2 separate regions of the Rattus norvegicus genome follow, and region 1 is linked to region 2. The links are chromatin contacts, called in public Hi-C maps. All regions are on one chromosome and are shown on one strand. The core of a region is the stretch at or near the end of the contact, and the rest is flanking DNA. Distances in the headings are between cores, read along the strand shown.

Evidence for each region. A called contact is a pair of places that touch in the nucleus more often than the background predicts.
Region 1: a Hi-C map of Schwann cells shows a contact between it and region 2, with 2.9 times the contacts expected there. The contact joins two enhancer-like sites. A contact is called at or near these places in 2 of 12 Hi-C or Micro-C datasets (the A7r5 cell line and Schwann cells).

What each region holds. Positions count from the first base shown.
Region 1 is chr2:141,810,349-141,813,670 of GRCr8, reverse strand. The region is part of intron 7 of Dclk1 (doublecortin-like kinase 1); the gene reads right to left. Among named protein-coding and RNA genes, the nearest start is that of Dclk1, 29 kb to the right of the region's middle. Within about 2 kb of position 1,835, at least 40 of the 93 cell types and tissues checked have an H3K27ac peak or open chromatin away from gene starts, as enhancers often do. A contact at or near this core is called in Schwann cells, where this site is marked.
Region 2 is chr2:141,695,638-141,698,589 of GRCr8, reverse strand. It overlaps a transcript of Dclk1 not described here. Among named protein-coding and RNA genes, the nearest start is that of Dclk1, 86 kb to the left of the region's middle. Within about 2 kb of position 1,374, at least 40 of the 93 cell types and tissues checked have an H3K27ac peak or open chromatin away from gene starts, as enhancers often do. A contact at or near this core is called in Schwann cells, where this site is marked.

The DNA of each region.
Region 1 (3,322 bases), core at 586-3,085, 110 kb before region 2:
AAAGCTCCTAAGGTAGGGGTGGATCTCACGAGCCCATTGCATGCTGGGATTTTGGCTGGCTTGGTCGGGTGCAGATCTTGTGCATGGAGTCCCAGCCACTGTGTGCGCATGTGTGCAATGGCCCTATCATGTCCAAGAAATAGATTTCATAGCTTTTGATTTTAAAATAGTCCCTTTACTCATAATCTGTCTTTTAGCGTATATGCATACTACTCTTGATGCAGGAGTGAGGCTGGGGAATTACTGTACCTGCTCTGCCCTCAGACAGGTTTGTACTGGAGCAAAGGTGGTATTTCTACATGACTGAGGGTTGAGAAATGGTCTGAGCCCCTCTGCCCTTCATTCTTTAATGAAGCACTGCACATTCTCACGCTTGTCTCGCCCACTCTGTCACCCGTCTGTCACCCATCCATTTGATTATTATGTACCGGGTCTGATAACCCATGAAGGACTTGGAGGAAAATATTAAAGTTGATGAAAAAAATAAATCTGTAAGTTGTGTTCTTCCTGGGCAGTTCTCACCTAGAGTGTGACAGGACACACTGCAATAGGGGGGACCATGCTTTCTCCCTCAAATACCTCGACCTTAGCAACACTTAAATCTGTCATTTGCATAATCAGTGCAGAGCTTTAAAACTATGCTACATTTTAATATTTGTGCTGTGAGACTTAAAAGTAAAATAGGTCCAGAATTCTGTACACCCAATTATACTACATAAAATGATATCTGTAATATATACATATATACATATATATATGTATGTATGTATATATATATATATATATATATATATATATATATATATATATATCCCTGTGCTAACTAAAAACTCTTAATCAAACATCTAACCAGTGAAGGACTTGTTACCAATGTAACAATCCAGGAGGATTTGGAGATCTCTCAAGGAAAGAGTAAAGCAGAGTGTGGAGTGAGGCATTTGTATTTGCTAAGCTTTCTTGTAGGGAGTAAATAGATTCAAGTTTTTATACTAACTTTACTGTGACACTTTCCCCAAAATAATCTCATAGATCTATGTTTTGTTGCAAAACAGAAAAAGAAAGTATCTGGGTGAATAGTAGAAATTTGAAAGCACCATCAATAAAAGATTAAAAATATGACTTTTTCCCGTGTAGGATGGTACTGTGAGGTGGTTTTAATTTTTTGGCTACATCTAAAAGGGAAATAAAAAGCAAAGAACCTGATTGTTCTGTATCTCTTTGTCTCCATAAAATCCCTGCGAAGGAGGCTTGGAGAAATTAAAGGGCTTGTTCAAGTTTCCGAAATGAGACAGCATCAGAGCAGGCCCTGCAGACTAAACTCCGAGTGGGTGAGCATTATGTGTTCCGATTCCCATGGAAAGTTGAATAGCATTTCAAATCAAGAAGGATCTCATGGGTAATCCTGCCAAATGTGCTCTGGTTTTATATGTATTCTGTGATAGACTTATCCCTCAAAAATATACCAACTCACAAACATACAATAGCAAGTGAATCTATTAGTTTCTTGTTTACATATAAAAAAACTATTATGACTGGCTGCAAGTTTCTTTATATACTTCTTTAAATCCAGGGGAGAAAAAGAGGAGAGCGTATATATATATTTACTTTATGTTTCATTTAAGTTAAAGTATGTTCCGACGAGCAGGGTGTTTAAAAATACCCTGCAAATTTATAATCTCAAAATAAGAGCACACTGATGTCTAATCATAGGAGGTATTTGCAGAGCTAGATAACGGTCTGGTATGGAACAGATAAACAATGGATGCCTCAAGACTGTGCAGTGGAGGGAAATGAAGCCTTATTGTCTAATCACTGGGGCTTGGAGCATAGAGAAGTTACTAACAAAGCCCCACTTGTGAGCCCGTTCCCAGGAGGCTCTGCTACATGAAGCAGGATACAGCAGTAATGGAGTAATGACTGCGGATGACAGAAAATTGCTGCAGTTCATGGAGGCAGCTATGCAGAAGAGAGTGTTTAGGCTGTTTGCAGAGATTTGGAATTTGAGGTGCAATTAAGTCAGACCTCTGCCATTTGACCTCAGCGGCTTGCATGAGCCAGAGGCTACAAGATTACCAATGTAATTGCAATGAGCTAATTGTGTGCATATTTATTTCTTGAATGCCCGTCTTTGATGATTGAATGTCAACTCCATGAAGGAATGTGTCTAGTTCTATGGCATGGGACCTGGCCCACAGTGGCTCTTGATTAGTCTCTCCCTAACTCAGAGTGCAGTGAAGTCTGGGGGCTTTGCGAGTCAGAATTCACTTGAGAGCTTGAGTTTTATACATGTATATTATTTTATAACCTTGGGCAAGTCATTTAAATTCTAGGTACCCAGTTTCTTGACCTATGGATTGGAGGAGTTACTCCTTATGGTGACTGGAGGTTTTAAACAAGGCACTGGGATTTTAAAAGGCCCCTCATGCAAGGCTGAACCTGTGATTCTCTACAGTGGCCTCATCACCTTTCATTTGTGAAGTAGGAGCTAAGATATTTTATTTATTTTATTTTATTTTTGAGACAGAGTCTCACTATATTTCTCTGGCTGTTCTAGAACTCACAAAGTAGACCAGGCTGGCCTTCAACCCCCAGAGATCTCCCTGCCTCTGCCTCCCTGATGCTGGCATTGAAGGTGTGTGCTCTGCTTGGCACACATGCATTCTGACTGCTCAGTCAGCTGCCTGTAGTGGGCATTTCTGCACCCTGCCACCAGACAGCAATTTCTACATTAATGACCAGAAATCTGTGTTTTAAATATGTCCAGAAAAGGGAAAAAAGGAGAGAGAGAGAAAGAAAAAAAAAGGAAAAAAAATCATTTTGGGGTGAATGGGTGAAAAATCACTTTTATTTATAATTAAGTTTCTAGCCCGAAGAATCAGTAAAATTTATGCTACCCCATGTTTCCCAGTAGCTTCTTCTGCCTGATTTCTGCTTCCATCCAGACTACCTGTACAGCAAGTAGGCCTGGGAAGGGCCCTCATTTGTTGGCATGGAGAACCCAGACAAGGAAATTATAAACAGCAAAGCAAATGAGTATAAAGAGAAGAAAGACACCAGGGCTTTAGGGCTTTCCTTGGCTTTGTTTTGTTTAGACAAGGTCAAATAGCCCAGGCTGGCCTTGAACTCCCTATGTAGTCAAAGATGACTTTCAACATCCGGTCATCTTGTTTTTCTACCAACCAAGTGCTGTCGTTACTGGCTTGTGCCAAGAACCCCCAGTTTTATTCAGCACTGGACCAGAACTCTTGACTTCATGAATGCTAGGTCAACACTTTACCAACTGAGCCAGTGCCAGCCACTAGCTATTTTCTAAGCTCTGTTT
Region 2 (2,952 bases), core at 125-2,624:
CAACAGAAAGCAAATCTAAGTTCTAAGCTCACTTGCTGTAAGAAATTTGGAGGCGTTAATTAAATAGTCTTATCAGTTTCTGCATTGCTTTTAACACACTGTACCTGATAATTAAGTGTGTGTGTGTGTGTGTTTGTGTGTGTGTGAGCGCGTGTGTGAGCACGCATGCTGTAGCATCAAGAGCTTCTGGTCACTATCGCTGTGATGAAACGCCATGACCAAAAGCAACTTGGGGGCTTGGTATCTCATTCACAGTTCTGTATGACAGCTCATCATCAAAAACAGTGAGGGCAGGAACTCGAGCAGGGCAGGAGCTGAGGCAGAGGCATGGAGGGAGCTACTAACTGGCTTGCTCCTGGTGGTTCGCTCAGCCTGCTTTTCATAGAACCCAGGACCACTGGCTCAGGGATGCCACCATTACAGTGGACTGTGCCTTCCCACATCAATCACCAAGTAAGAAAATGCCCTACAGGTTTGCCTGGGGTTCCCTCTTCTCCAACGACTTGTGTGAGGTTGACATACAACTGGCCAGCAAAGCCTCCCAGCATGGTGTATTGGGAGTTAGTACAGATGCCATCAGACACCCGCCTGGTGGCAGGTCCTTAGGTTACTCAGGGCATGGTGCGACCTCAGCTCCTCCCATCTCTCTGGCTCCTTAGCCACAGCTTTGCTTTCCCATGGTCCCACTGGGGCTGACACACAGCTTCAAAGACCCCAAAGCAACCACCTATGTCCTGAATCCTCCCAAGCTGTAAACCCAGATCAACGTTTTCTCTATAGAAGTTGATTGTGTTAGCCACACCGTTGAGAGCACTAAATTACACTGCGGTCATATAAACCCCAATGTGTAGATAAAGAAGACAGAGTAGGATAGAATAGAAGACAAGAAGGAATTTGAATTCAGGTCAGTCGGAATTCAAATGCAGGCTCTTAACTGCCAATCTACAGCAAAATAAGTCCTTTTAAACCCACAGAAACCCACACCCTGGCATGTATGTCTCAGACATTTCAGTTGATCAAACAGTTACTATAAGTAGTTATCACATATACTTTACATTAGCAGTAAAAGCAAGCGTCTAATAAGAACACTTGCTTTTTCTTTAAAATAATTTGAATTGTTTCTTTGGCTGGAGGAGAGCACGTTTCTTTTTCTAGCTATGAATTCACGCCTTTTCCACTGGCTCATTATGGCAGCACATTCGTCTCAGGGGACAGATGTGTACCGAGGAAACAAAACCATGCAGACAAACATGGACTTCTCGGCTCTGCTTCCGGTCTGAGTCGCTCTGCAAGGGCAAAGATTGAAACAAAGGCAGTAAAGGCATCTGCTGGTTACACATTTCTAAATCGGGACCACGGAACCCATTGCCCCTCACTGGAGTGTGGTCTCCATGGCAACAAAGACAGCAGGAAGCTGGCCTAGATTCTTATCAGGGGGCCTTAGCAAGGATATTTTCTTTACAAGAGCGCCCTCTGCAGACCAAATGGAGGATAGCCCTCAGACATCACTGGAAGCTGAGGAGGATCCTTTAATTCCTTAGAGATCATTGTAAAAAATAAACACAAACCAGCATAAAAATGGAAGCCAAGAAATTCAGTCCATTTACTGAACTCGTTGATTATGGTAAAATCCTTTAATTTTCTTCTCAAATATTTATGGGCAATTTTCACCTTTCCTGGTACAGTAGACATAAAAGTTTTATTGCTCATGTTTTAAAGATCTGTTTACACTTTATTGGTGTGCATGTGTGTCTGTGGAGCTGGAGTTCGAGGCAGTTGCCTGACATGGGCGCTGGGAATTGAACTCTAGTCCCCTGCAGGTACAGTTAACTGCTGAGCCATCTCTCCAGACCCTGTCGCTCGCATCCACTTCTACTTAGGGAAGAGAAATACTGTTTTGTAAAGTTAAAAAGTTTTCCCTCTTTGTGACTTGAGAGGCTATATCAGAGGGAACCATAATTCACGATGTGACCATTACAAACATCTTTCAAGTAAAATGTGGCACATGCAGGCTCCTCGTTCTTTAAAACAAAACAGATAGGGTATCTATCGCTCTCCCGCTTCGTCCCACGCTTAGCCTCTATTCTGTGCTAACACTCGGTGTTCTTGTACAATATGGTGTTGTAAATTAGCTATTATGAACTTTTCTCTTTATAATCGGTTATGCAATGTGTCTACAATTCATTATGTACTTACACAAAAGCTTTATAAAGTGCTATTTTCATAAAATACACCATCATTGCATTTTTATCTTCCCATTTCTTTGATGATAAACTTGTGCAAATGGTAACACATTTTATAATAATTCTTCCTAACAAAACTTTCAACTTAAAAAATTACAATTTTTCATTTCTGGGCTTGGGGGGATGGCATAGTTGGTCGAGAGCTTGCTATACAAACAGGAGGTCCTGAAGAAATCCTTAGGACTGGTGTATAGTAAGGTCAGCATAGCCTCACGCTCCTGGAGTCCCAGCACTGGGGAGGCAGAGGCAGAGCTCTGAAGTGCTGTCCAGTCTGTCCAGCCCATTCAGTGAGCTCCAGGTTCAACAAAAGATCTTGCCTCAAAAAATAAGGTGGACAGTGGTTCAGTGTGTGTGTGTGTGTGTGTGTGTGTGTGTGTGTGTGTGTATGTGTGTGTGGTGTGGTATCAGTGTGGTGTGTGGTGTGTATGTGGTATGTGTGTTTATGTGTGGTGTGGTATATGGTTTGTATGTGTGTTATGGTGTGTGTGAATGGCATGTGTGTGATGTGTAGTGTGTGTGTGTGGCATCTGTGTGTGTATGGTGTGGTGTGATGTGGTGTGTGTGTGTATGGTGTGGTGTGGTGTGAGGTGTGTGTGTATGTGGTGTGTGTGTATGTCTATGTGTGTATATGGTGTATGTGTGTGTGTGTGTGTGAGAGAGAGAGAGAGAGAGAGGAAGAGAGAGAGAGAGAGGTGTGTGTGAGAGAGAG